Linked DNA regions of Mus musculus: region 1 is linked to region 2. The links are chromatin contacts, called in public Hi-C maps. All regions are on one chromosome and are shown on one strand. Each heading gives the region's core, a stretch centred on a gene start, on an enhancer-like site or on the middle of the called end of the contact. The rest is flanking DNA. Distances are from core to core; before and after follow the strand shown. Region 1 overlaps Kirrel3 (kirre like nephrin family adhesion molecule 3). Region 2 overlaps Kirrel3 (kirre like nephrin family adhesion molecule 3).

Region 1 (7,144 bases), core at 1,102-3,601, 210 kb before region 2:
CACAGGGTGCAGGCCTCTAGCTGGCCATAGCAGCCTCCTTCCACTGGGGGGAGCAGGCTCTCCACAGGTGGGTCATCTCCTGGGAGCAGGCATTCAGCTCCTGCCTCCAGGTCCAAAGATGTCCTTCCTATTGCTGTTCTTAATTGCTGGCTGTTCTTAATTATGTAGGCATTCAGTGGCTTCTACTGTCCTCAGAGCCCAGACATGACATCCACAGCCTTCCTAGCAAGGTCAAAGCAAAGCTCCCATTCTGCATCCTTCCAGCCATGGCCTCTTCTGCCAGCCACTTTACAGGTGGAGAAACTGAGACCTTCATGACTTGCTGATGGGCCACCTGCCTCCTGGGAGCTCCCCTTCCTTCTCTTTGGGTTTAGTCGAGCAAGGTGAACCTCAGTCACTGATTGAGAGCTTATAGCCCATAGGTGCAGCGAGGCGCCCTGGTCATCACAATGGGGGAGGTGGTTTGGTAAGGGAGAGGGGACTGTCTGGGCACTATCTCGGCTGCTCAGTCTCAGCAGAGTCCAAGGGCATGTGGAGCCCCTGTGAACGATGTCTCTGGCATCATTCTCAGCCCTGTATTTCACCAACCCAGAAGTGTGGGCGTGGTAGCTTGGTTTGTGTACCGATTGTAGAAATGTAGCTGGAGTGAGTGTGGGTGGTAGAGAGCCTCTTTCAGGGCAGGTAGGGAGGAAGGCAGGATTGCAAAAAGGAGAGATTAGAGAAACCCCCATCCAAAAAGCCTCCCACCCACCTGGCAGCCCGTGCAAACATGACTAAAACATACACACACACACACACACACACACACAAACCAAAGGCTTTGTGAGATCTAATTAGTGGACTACATCTAACTCTCAGACTTCCTGAGCAGGGCTCCTCCTCTAGCCCCAGGCTATCTCGAGAATTAAGCTGCCTAAGATCACCTCATTAAATTCACTAACCTTGCTTTTCCGCTACATTTAGCCTCTGGTGCCCTTCCTCTGTCCCTAGGAGGTGCCTGTCTGGCATTCCACCAGCATCTTCCCAGGTAGGTAAAACTACGATTGCCCCTCCCCAAATGGCTTCCTTAGTCACAAAGCTTCTTGCTTTTGAGCTCTGAAGGCACCCTGCGCTGATCAGCTGATCCGGGCACCTGGCCCTGCTGCAATAAGATCCTCCCCTCTCCCCAGTACAGGAATGGGGAAGGAGAAACTAGTTAGAAGCAAAGTGCTGGGTCCCCTTGCCTCCTGGTTACCAGCTCCAGCTTGCATTTCTTGGAGTCTCAGACCTGGTGCTTCTGGCATGGGATGAGCGACTTAACATGGAGGACAAGCTGTGCAGGGGGCATGTCCTCCGAGAACCCTGCAGCCACCTATTGTAGGCAGGCAGGCAGCTCATCGAAGTTGCTTGGCATCCTATTAAATAAATGAGTCACCCCTGTGAGTTGGAGGCAGAGGCAGTCACACCAGAGAGGTATTTGTTGTGAAAGAGATATGGAGGGCAATTAGTACCATAGGAGAGTTGGGGGAAGAGCTAACACCATGGCCAACTTGAACACTACACAGACTGGTGCTAAGCTGAGGAGCCCTAGCTGACTGCCCACTGACTTGCATGTGCCCTATGTGCTGAGGCCCAAATGTCAAGAAGAAATAGGGCCAGGGGCAGCTTCTGATGAACATAAGGAATCAAGAGCCACACCTGTGTGGCTCTAGGCAGCTTGCCCTCAGGTCAGGAGAACTGATGGGTGTCTTCTCCTGGGACTGGTGGCTGAACTGGCTAGACATTATTTATGTGGTACTCATTCTGTATGATTTCCCTTAGACTGTCCTGAGCATGGACAACGGAGCAGAGCTACGCCTGCCTTAAGACGTGCATGAGGCATTCTTCCTCAACCTACCTGAGATGTCAAGACAAACGACTTTGTGAAAGGCAAGTGCAGGGTCACTGCGTGGGGGGGGGGGGAGGGAGGGGTAGTGGACAAATGAGTCTGAATGTAGAACGAGGTGACTGAAAAGGACAATCTAACAGGACACACCAAGACCAAGTTCTCAGTAAAAGGAGATTTATTTGTCACAGAAGGACAAAGGGCAGGGAATAAGAGACAAAGACTGGCAGATAGAGGATGAGGGAGAAGAGAAGGGGCAAGGAAGAGAGGGAGGGGTATTTACCCTGGGAGAGACAAAAGTGTCTCTGGAGAAAGAAGGCAGACATGGCTGATAGGCAAAAGGTAGTTGATAAGGGAACAGGGGGAAACCCTGGAGCGAGAAGGAGATGTTTGATTTTAATTGGGCATGTTAATTAGGGCTGGTAATGGATGGGAAGTGACCAAATAAGGAAATAGACCTAGGTGGCTATGTCGCTAAAGGTATTTAGTAAGGGGGAAGGAAAGGCAGGGACAGTGTCATGTTTGCCATGCTCTGGCCTGCTGGAGCCCTTCAGGGACAGCTTGGCACAAAGCTCTTTTCTGGGAACCTCTGAAGTATGTTTACCTACAGAAACTTGATCCCCAATGGATCTGGAAAGAACTGGGGTAGTGGGTCGTGTCCTGGTGACCATCAACCTTGGCTGCAAGTTGGAATTACCTGAAAGAGCTGTAAAAACTCTGACCCCTAATTCCTGAGCAGAAATGCAGATTTGATTGTTTGGAGGAGTCGCTTTGAGGTGGCAGGCCCAGGGTGATGTAACATGCAGCCAGGGCTGAAAGCCACCCACACATGGGTCCCACTCTTCCTGTGCCAGTTTCTCTGTTGTGAACAGGTCACACCAACTGTCCATTTACTGTGTAACAGAAGATGAGGTAAAATTTTTATAAACATAGTAGCTTCATTGGATCCACAGAACAAGCAATGTTGTTGAAAGGTATTGTGATGATTTTCAGCTTATTAATGAAAGAACGGATTTGGCAAAGTTAAGTAAACTGGCCAATGTCACACATGTGTTCAGTTGCAAAGATGAGTCTGACCTACTTACAGAGCCTGTGCTGTTAGCCATTATGCACATTGTCGCCTGCTTCAAGACAGCCTGGGGATGGTGCCTGGAGGTTGGGGTTCATTTTGATGTCCCATTTGCAAGAATATTTTGGTGAACAGTTTCCAAAGCAATGAGGCTCAAGAATGACAGGCCAACCTGGCCTGTCCTCCACCTCATGACAATAAGGAAGGGATAATGACCAACATTGTTGTCACTCAGTCTGAAGAGGAGCTGTGGTTTGTGGACCACTGGGCAAACACATGACCTGGTGCTATGACCAAAGGGGTTGGGGGAGCCAATAATGAAAGTTTGAAGGGGCCATTCCCTTGCTTTTGTGGGCTAGGACTTCAGGTAGCATGTGGGAGGATGGGTCCTGCCTGGGTGCATCTGTTTCTGGGTCTCTTGGAAAGCTTACCACCTCCCTCAGAGCATTGGCCAGTGGAACTGACCTCAGTGGTCTCTATTTAGGTATGGACAAAGCTGTTTTCTCAGAAAGCCAAGAACACTATTCCAGATGTTGCAGCTTTAGCCATGTCACTGGGGACCAGCTTGGGAAGTTTTGACTATTGGATATACATCTCTAAGACCTACACGGAGGTCTCTCGACCATCTGTGACAGAGATGGCAGGCACCAGGTCTTATCCCCCCCCCCCCGCCCCTTACTTCTAGCTTCCAAGGGCACAGTAGCCCCCTATGTACGCCCTGATTATCGGGGCTGCCTCTCTCCCATCTGCTGTCTTAGATCTGGCCTAGCCAAGTTTATGTCTGAGTTTGGCTCATTGGCTTCGGCTGCCAACAGTGCGCTGCTCTGCTCTTTGCCTGCCTTCAGACCACACACTGTTCCACGGGGCTCCTCAGAGCCTGGTTCTGGCAGGCCTGTTGCACACTCCCAATCACCGCGTTATGCTAGCCAACTGTTGCTGTGACAAAATACTGGAAACAACTTAAGAGATAGAGAGATTTGTTTTGGTTCCCGGTTTCAGAGCGGTCAGCTATGATGCTTGCTGTGGGCCTTGAAGGGGAAGTTTAAAACAGGGAGGGGCACAGTGGAGCACAACAGCTCACCTTTTGGCAGCCAGGGAGCAGAGCAAGAGAGCACAGGAATAGGAATGAGAGTGAAGCCGGGAGGAGAAGGAAAGAGAAAGTGCTACTGGGGACAAGACAGAGAGAGCCTCCAAGGTATGCATCAGGGGTCTACTTCCTTCAACCGGGTCTCACTGTTTAGTAGTAGCCAGTTCTGGTGTGAACCGAGTAATACAGCCATAGAGTTAGTGCCCACACAGTCTCTCAATGGCGCCACCTGCTGGGACCAAGTCTTCAATGCTAATTCTTTTTCCGCTCACACTTAAGCATAATGCTCATCTCACACGGCCTTTTTCTTCACTGCGCTGGTTACTGCCGGATTTACACAGTTTGGTCTGTGTGGTGGACGATCTCCACCATCATACAGGTTCCAAGGGAGAGAGCAGTGTGTCTATGGGTTCACAAAGCCTCTGCAGGCTACAGCACCCTGGCATACAATGAGTGCTCGATCCGTCATGATCAGAGTGAGTTCGTTTCTGTGTTGATCCTCTTATACTTTTTTTTTTCTGTGCTTTCCCATTATCTGACTGTGCTAACAAGCTGTCTGGAACTTGTAAGTTACTGAAGATAAGTTTCTGGAGGATAGAGTCTTGCTAGCCTCAAACTAGTCCACGCTGGCTTCAAACTCATGGCAATCCCGTGTCAGCCTCCTAAATATCTGTGATTATAGACTGGCACCTACAGGTTAGATTTTTTTAAAAAGAAATGAATGAGTGTGTAAGTTGTGGGGGAGGTGTCCTCCCTTTTATTTTTATTTGGTTTTGATACAAGCTTCTTCAGAAGCACATTAAAAATCACAGAATGCCATTGCAGATAATGCACACACCCCAGTAAGTGTTATTTTGGAAGTTCAAGCACCATCAACATTGGCTGTGGCTTCTGTGAACCAAGTGCACACACGCGCACACGCACACACACAGTGTAAGGTTAGACTGTTTTCTAAAGCACACGAATATAGGAAGTGGATAATTTGGCTAATGAGTTCCGATCCATGTTCTGATTTCCATCTGGGATCAGAACACCTAGCAGCCAATCAGTCACCTTAATTTTCCCACCCACTCTGTAATCATCTGATTGATGCACAATTACCTTCCCTGCTTCCACGAGCTTCCCCTTTCTCATGTTTCCCATCCAACGCCAGATAACCTTCATTTTTCCCCCATTTATTTTGTATGTGTTGGCCACAGTTTGATATAATTATTTTTGCAATCATCTTCTATTAGGTGAGAGAATATTGCAGCAGAAAAAGAAGGGAAGAGAAAATAAATGCCTTCCTGACAAGTCCTAATATTTTATGTTCACAAATAATCTCCCAATATCAGAGCAATAATATTATTTTCTCAATGTGCATTTATTAAAATGTAAAGTAGCTCCATCACATTGGGAACTAAAACCCCTGTATTACCTTGGCCAGAAAATATCACTTATTTATTTCAGATTACATTTCTGGAATTTTAATATTGTTGCTCTCCCACCCAACCCCCCACTTCTGGAGCCTTTCTCCAGCAGGGGAGTGAACCTGACGACTTGATTTCTAAAGAGGCCTTGCTGAATGCTCAGGGCCTTAATTTGGTTATAAGAATTGCTTTTGGCTCTTGATTTACGATGAGGTTCTTTTCTGTGTAATTCTTTTGGCTGAAAACTGAATAGAGGTCTCCCTTTGTGGCTGGCATTTTGACATTGCATTTAAAGACAGGGTTCAGGGCTGAGGAGGGAGAAGCAGAGAAGACTCAGGAAGGGAGAGGGTAGGGTTGAGGTGTAGCTCAGAGGTAGAATGTGTGTAGAATGCAGGAAGCCCTGGGTTCAATCCCTATGTACACACACACACACACACACACACACGAGGAATTACTGTGGTGGGTTTAGAAGCTGGAGAAGTAGTTAGCTCTGTTATTATTTTTCCTTACTGCATCCAGTGGTCCATACTTAGGATGTTAATTTCCAGATAACTTAGTACAGAAGATCCTAGATTGGGGATGGAGAGATGGCTTAGTGGTTAAGAGCAACAACTGTTCTTCCCAAGGTCCTGAGTTCAATTCCCAGCACCCACATAGCAACCATCTGTAATGGGATCTGATTCCTTCTTTCAGTGTATGTGAAGGCAGAGCACTCATATATATAAAACAAATGAATAATTAAAAAAAAAAGATCCTAGATTGGAAGTCAGAAGGTAGGAAAACTGTTTTGCTTTGTTTTTGTTTTTTCTTGTTTCCAAATAATTGTGCGAGCCTGGATGAATGGCTGCCACTCTTCGGACTGTTTCCTCAAGCACAGAAGGAAATGTGAAGTGAGAAGAGATGGGGTTTAGTCCTGACTCTTTGCTAGAATTCCACAGAGAGCTCTGAACAGTATACCACGTCAACGTGGATGGAAGAGAGGAAGAGATCTCACCAGGCCTCCTTTTTTTTTTTTTTAATCTTTATTTTATTTATATGAGTACATTGTAGCTGTCTTCAGACACACCAGAAGAGGGCATCAGATCCTATGACAGATGGTTGTGAGCCACCATGTGGCTGCTGGGATTTGAACTCAGGACCTTTGGGAGAGCAGTCAGTGCTCTTTACTGCTGAGCTATCTCTCCAGCCCCCAGGCCTCATTTTAGATGAAGAGCTGCCAGCAATGAATGGCTTTTGAGAGAACCAATCTTCTTTAGGGACAAACCCCTGAAAGGCTATACAGTCGTCCCACGTGGTCACCCATAGACAGGTGCATTATGAGCAACACAAGATGGGCTCAGCAGGTTGTATTTATGTATACACCCACCCACCCACCCACCAATGCATGTATTAGTAATGGCTAAAGAATGGTCATGAATTTGGAAGGGAGGAGAAGAGACATGGGAGGAACTGGAGGAATGAGAGGGAGGGTGGAAATGATATAAACACAGTACTCATGTATGATTCTTAACAAAAATAAAGGTACACTGAAATGCTGAGGCCCTTAGGTCAAAGTAGCCAGAATCTCTGCGGGATGGGTGAATGTGCCTGGGTTCTGGTGTCTTTATTAATGTTCCATGGATGATGCTGTCAGCAAGCCAGGGCTAAGCTAGGCAATGTCTTACCGGGAGACATTACCAGTAAGGTTGGAGAGACTCGTGTGCAAGCAAGTGGGT
Region 2 (6,303 bases), core at 813-3,312:
TCCTCAGTAAGTTAGTCAGCTCCTGCTGCTCCCTTGTAGAAAGTCTAGTCTGTGTTTTCACTTTGCTTTTGAATAAACCTGGAGGCCTGCAAGCTAGACAGTGACACCTGTAGTACACTCACAGACTATGAATCCCAGGAGGCACCACTCTTGCATGCTTTGGCTAATTGCTGTTAATGGGGGAATATCTGTCATCCTAAGATGGTCTGATGTTGGGCAGCTGTTGGGACCCACACCATACTGAGGTCTTCTGCAGTTACTCAACAGATGACCCCAATACTTAGTGACTTCTAATAACCACTGTGTTCCCATAGCTCCCAAGCAGTTGGTTAGCAATGTGGACAAGGCTGGGTTCACTGGGCCTCCTGCTGCACACCAGCTGGTCTCTCAGAGTTACTTAGCTGGTCTCAGGTAACAGGTCAACCTAGTTTTACTCATATGCCTGCTCTGAGTGTACTGGGCTGGTGAGCCTGAGCCTAGCTTACATCACATTCTCACCATACCCATCAAGAAGACCCAGGGCTTCTGGAAAGTGTTTCCAGGGGTAGTGACTGAAAGGTGGAGACAGGAAAGTCTCATATCTTAGAGATCAAAGCAGTCAGAGTCTGCTCAGACTCAGGATTCTCCAGTGACCTGACCTATTCACGGAAGCGGTGCCAAAGCAGTTGTGACTGTGCTTACAAGAGATGACTCTGGGGATGAGAAACCAAGACCCCATACCAGCCCCCAGCATGCTTCCCTCCAACCATTTAGCCAACAGTTCCTGAGATTTTACTGTCTAGAAGGTATTTTGCCAAATGTGTTCATTTGAATCTTTTGTTATAAAAAGCACCATGTTCAATCTAAGGCCAGCAGTTGAGAACCTGTGAGTCCCAACCCCCAAAAGATGATCAGAAAACAGATGACTTTTTTTTTTTTTTTTTTTTGGCTACATTTTGCTGCATGACAGTAGCAAAATTACAGCTATAAAGTAGCAACAAGAATAATTTTATGGTTGTGGGTCATCACAGTGTGAGGAACTGTATTAAAGGGTCCTAGTATTAGGAAGGTTGAAAACCACTGATCTACGTTGAGGCCTGGGGAACACTGGGCCAGCTACCATGGCTTCTTTGGCTTCAGGGCATTGCTCTGCATACTAGGCACAGAGGCCTCCAGCTTGGTACTTCCACTTTCTCAACCTCAAGCAGAAGGAAATCCTATTTAGGATGCAGGCTGGCTTGATGGCTGTGTCTAGAGAAGACCCAGAGGCACTTTGAATGGGTTCAGAAGAGACCCCAAATGAGCCCAGGTGTCAAAGGGGTTTTGAGCAGCTCAGACAGCAGAACCTGGAGTCAGTTGCAGTGTTGGGTCCCTGCCACAGACAGAAGGCTTTGTCACTGCTGTCACCAGGCTGATGTCCTGGACACGGGGTGGAGGGGTGGGGCAATCACTCTCCAGGTTCTACCTGTCATCCCACTAGCTGCAATGAATTAATTTGTGGGGTGAATAAAACTCAGAGGAATTTGAACAGGAGATGGAGGGGAAAACAGAAAAGAAAGAAAAGAGAACCCCAACCGATAACAAGACTGAAAAGAGAGAGAAGCAGTTCGGTTGCTGACTTGGCCCAGATGAAGCATGGGGCAAATGCTGGTGGTTGTATCTGGAAGAATCCAGGTACCTGCTGCCAGGCTGGCTCCAGGAGGACTAGAAGGAGGGGGATGGGGGACCCGAGGAAGAAGGAGTGAGGAACCAAGACCAGGGATCACTATCTGGAGCTACCTGTAGATTTTTTTTGGACTCTTTAGCATCCCTCAAAATAAGATTAACTTGATGCTGATTAAAGCTGAAAACCCCCACTAGCTTAGCATGCTGAGCATCTGACTCTAGGGCTCCTGAACAAATTGTTTTCCCTTTTCATGCCGATCCTTGTGAACTCTGGCTCAGCCTGGGTTGCCCATGGGGACATGGCTGGAAACGGAAGCCCAGGTTTCCTCTTGGCACCTAGCTGTCAGAGCCATCTCTAAGCAACCCAGCAGGAGGGAGACAAAAAGCCTTCTCATCCTACAAGCTGGTGTCTGGATTTGCAAATGAGCTGAAGAGTCCTAGGCCTGGGATGAATTCAGAACAGGTCCAGGGAGTAGTACCTGCCTCTCCTAGTGCTTTCCGTGACTGGCTGGTCTCATTCATTTCTGCCACAGCTCCGTAAGGTAACCAGGCATTAAGCTATCAGCTTTGTAGGTCAGGCACCAGAGATCAAAGGGTATCAACAACCGACCTATGTCACACATAGCTTTGAACATAGGTTCCAGGTATAACTACCAGACTTCTGAATCCCAGCAGAGTGTCCGCAAACAATAGGGTGCCAGCTAGAGCAACAGAGTAGGGTTTCTGGATTTAAGAAAGATGTCCCATGGAATTAGGCTTAGAGGGCTGGGGAGATGACACACTCAGTAAAGTGCTAGGCATGCAAGCAGGAAGACATGAGTTAAATCCATGTCTTTTGCTTGTTTGTTTATCTAAAGTTCAGTGTGATGTTGGAAAGTGCTTGTAACCCTGTAGCGGGAAAAGCAGAGCGAGGTAGATCCTTGGGGCTCATTAGTCAGCCAGACTTGGTGGGTCCCATACTCAATGAGAGACCCTGTCTGAAACGGAAGAAAGAGAAGCAGCCCCGCAGAACCACACCTGAGTCTGTCCTCTGTCCTCTAGACACATGCGTGGGCACTCTGGGGGCCATTTTGTCAGTAACGCTTTAAGATGTAAAACAAAATACAATTAATTATAAATGAAAGCAAGGATACTGAAATACAACTGTAAAAATATTTAGGGCTGAGGTGCAGTAGAACACCTGCTTCATTATTAATCTAACACGCAAGCAATATTCCCCACAGCTCTAACAACCTGTGTAACTTCGAGTGGTAAGGAGATAACCAAGACTATGAGATTTCTACAAAAACAGAGAGGCAATGTGAAAATACCTGTGATGTTAATAGGCGGCAAAGTCACAAGTCACTTGTTGTTACTATCGGAAAAGTTGTAGGTTTTATTATTAAGGGGGAACATTAGGATACTGCTGTGTGATTTTTTTTCTTCCCAAGATTATTGACTGTCTTGAATTCCCCCTGTCAATGCACAGAGTGAGGCTCCCTGCAGGGCGTGAAGAACCCTTTCTGACTTGCCTAGGGATACTGGGTTGATAGACTTAGTCATCATTTCCTTCTGTCTCCTGCATCCTGCAGCCCCACTGAGGACATTTTGTTTCATTAAGAAACTTCCTTTCTTTTCTCCCCACTTGAGTTTAGTATGTTCTAGCTGCTTCCCCTGGTGCAGATCCTGGAAGGTCTGGGGAGCACTGCTCCCGTCCTCGGGCCTGATGAACTACGGTACCTGGTACCTCGTAGTCATCTCTGAGGCACTTCCCTTGAAGAGACTTTCACCTGTGGGATTTGCCCACAGCTCTGAGTACATCATGCAACATTTTGTCACTGTGGCAAGTCGGTCTTTATTTCTGTGTGACTATTAAGGTTGGTTGCTCTCACTAGACGTGAATGCACACTCTCTGTCTTGTTTCAGTCACCTTTGCTTCCTTGCCACCTAACTGCCTGGCACCGTGTAGATGCTCAGTAGCTGCAGAATGAGTAAATAAGCCTGAGTGTACCATAGACCGGAGACACAGTCTACTTCCTCATTATGCTGACTTCCTTCAGCCTCCTTTCTCCCCATTATCCTCTAACCACCCATTAGCTAGAGTCTCTACTGCTGTTTACTAAATGGGTCCCTTTGTCTCTCTGGCCTTTGGATCATCATTCTTTCTCTCCTCTGAATCTCCTCCAATTTTTTTTCAAACGCTGTTTCTACTTTGAACTTCCAGGACTGAATGTTCTGGGAAATATCTGTTGGATGTGTCGGGAGACGGTGTGAAGCGCAAAGGCTGGCTCCCTTTCAAAGCCATGTGTCTGCTCTGCCGCAAGGTACAAGCCTACAGGGTTTCCACCCATCCCACCGTTCCTACCCTTCCTAGGAACAAGCTGAGAGACGGGAACCGAATACTGAGGCTGGCAATGGACGGGTGTCTATCACAGTGTCTACCATGCTCCCCTGCAAGCCACATGAGTCATGAGGACATTTCACTTATGATCCTTCTGCAAAGGACAATGTTTGGCTTCAGTACGAGAGCTGTTAAGCTGAAATTTGAGCTAATAGTGGGGTTCACCCCATCTCACTCTGTAGGTATTACTATGGTAAGCCCTGGCCTATAGGGGGTTCCTTGCTCTGTTTATGGGGTACTCCCTACCCTGGCTACCTTTAACCTAGTCTGTGTTTCCCTACTTTCCTGTTTCATATTTAGATCAATAATGCAGAAGAGCAAAGTACCATCCGGCCGTCCAAGTTTCCAGATATTAAAGATTCACTGAATCCTTTCCAAGACGAAGACATTTTATTGAATTCTTGCTTTGAGCAAGTTGGCTTGGTTTCGAGAATCACCTCTTGGAGGTGATGAAAATAGCAATGTACTTTAGAGGAGTTTCATTTGAAACGGCTTTGAAACTCATTCTAAAGGATAGCTAATACGTCAGCGTATGGCTGCAATGCTCACTACTGGAGTAGCTGTGTTGGAGCTGAAGACCCTTTTTTGATGTGTATTCTTGCTTTTCCTTCCACCTGAAGAAATTGAAGCTGTTGCAGGTGTAGGAAGGCGTCCTGCAAGGGATAGTGCCTTGATTCTCTTCTATTTGCACGAACTGCCTCAAAGGCTGAACTGGTCCTGTTTTGGTCATATTCTCTTCAGTGCCTACAATTCCAATGGTTTGTACAGTGAACAGAGCAATGGGTCTGAGGAATTACACCAAGTAGGGTTCAATCTTAGCTGCTTTGTGACCCCCAGGGAGTAATATTCCTTATGTTTTCTGTCCTAGTTTCTCCTCAGTAAATGCAGATACTGTTACTCCTCTCAAAGGATTACCATGGGCATTAAATGAAGTAAGCAATGTGAAACATTTAGTACAGCACTAAATACAGCAGTAAACACTCATTTAGTTGAAGCAGTTTTAAGCATCCAATGCTTCATCACAGATTCCGGCTTGCTACACATTATACTGCCTGTAGTAACATGCGGAGTCCTAGCTATCTCTGCATCTACCCCATAGGATGGGTACTGTTTCTCCACTTAAGTCTAGGATGTGCTGGCCAGTTGATGAGATGGAGGGGTAGAGGTGGTGACTGGGAAAGCCATCAAATAAGGTTAGTCTCCTGGCCTCAGCTGGGGTGGCTTTCTCTATGTAGAGTTCTCTCCCCTGCACAGGGATCTTGGAGGTCATTGCACAAAGGGGCTGCACACAAGGGTGCTGCCCACAAGGGGGCTGCAATTCCTAGGAGGTGGCAGTTTAACATAATGCCATTTAGGTAGCAAACAAAGCTGTCTAACATGGTTTATAAAGAACAGGGGGAGTACTGGGGAGATAAGTGGGAACCAAAAGTGTCATCTTCAGGGAAGCATCAGTCCTTAGGTGGCACCTGCCCTTGATGACCTGGTCTGCTAATCTTCTGCACCCTAGCAGACAGGTTGTGTAGGCCCTCTCAAGAATACTCCAGCAGAGGCAGCCTCTGACATGAAGGATTTTGAAAGGGTCTCTGTTTAGATGTCTATGCTCTAAGAATTCCATTTTATTTCTTTATATTTAGTTTTTAAGATCAGAAGGAGTGATGTGGTGCCTCTGAGAGTAGTGGTGGGAAGATGAGTAGCCTGGGAGGAGGTCACTAGAAATAGACATGAAAGGAACAGGAGAGCAAGGGGAGAGAGGAGACGCAAGCAGGAGAAATGTTACTGAGGTCACGGCTGCAATTTCCCTGGATCTCCCAGTTAGTGTGCAGAATGTCACCTTCATCCTCAGGTGACAGGAAGCTGGAGGGTTTATCTGTAGGTTCCCTGTCTCTCACTGACTGAGGTGGCTTCCCTGCAGTGGTTGCTCTCTGGCAGACGTCAACTTGAAGGCAGAGGGGGCTTCCATAGAGTGGGATAAGGCTCTTAGATAGGAGACAGTAAGGTGGAGGCAGGAGGAAGTCATAGCTCTATGGTCCAGGCCAGCTTGAGCTAAGTTGTAGGTAGATACATGAGAGACATCACAGGGCACTGACTGAGCCAAGAGGGATATTCTGCAACTCATAAAAGAGCACAGAGCAAAAGTCCTATGACATGAAACAGATGTGAAAGGGAATTGGTGTGTGAGCCACCCATGAATTAATAGTTTTTTTCTATTCTCTCTTGTTTGATTGGAAAGAGCTTGCTAATGTTTTAGACCAGTATTCACTTAGCTATATTCAGCAGAC

What was found. Hi-C and Micro-C count contacts between places; a contact is called where the count stands out from the background.
Region 1: a Hi-C map of stem cell-derived primordial germ cell-like cells shows a contact between it and region 2, with 2.0 times the contacts expected there. The contact joins two enhancer-like sites. A contact is called at or near these places in 1 of 39 promoter capture datasets (hippocampal neurons) and 19 of 484 Hi-C or Micro-C datasets (the N1E-115 cell line, cardiomyocytes, cerebellar granule neurons and 10 more).

Annotation. Positions count from the first base shown.
Region 1 is chr9:34,854,883-34,862,026 of GRCm38.p6, reverse strand. The region is part of intron 1 of Kirrel3 (kirre like nephrin family adhesion molecule 3); the gene reads right to left. Gm45955 (a long non-coding RNA gene) reads left to right here. Exons shown (of 4, transcript XR_003948314.1): 3 at 169-1,027; 4 at 1,801-1,926. It overlaps Gm33561 (a long non-coding RNA gene), which reads left to right and starts at 6,833. Exons shown (of 4, transcript XR_001779121.2): 1 at 6,833-7,144. Within about 2 kb of position 2,351, at least 6 of the 459 cell types and tissues checked have an H3K27ac peak or open chromatin away from gene starts, as enhancers often do. A contact at or near this core is called in stem cell-derived primordial germ cell-like cells, where this site is marked.
Region 2 is chr9:34,648,155-34,654,457 of GRCm38.p6, reverse strand. All of the region lies in intron 1 of Kirrel3 (kirre like nephrin family adhesion molecule 3), which reads right to left. Among named protein-coding and RNA genes, the nearest start is that of Kirrel3, 160 kb to the right of the region's middle. Within about 2 kb of position 2,062, at least 2 of the 459 cell types and tissues checked have an H3K27ac peak or open chromatin away from gene starts, as enhancers often do. A contact at or near this core is called in stem cell-derived primordial germ cell-like cells, where this site is marked.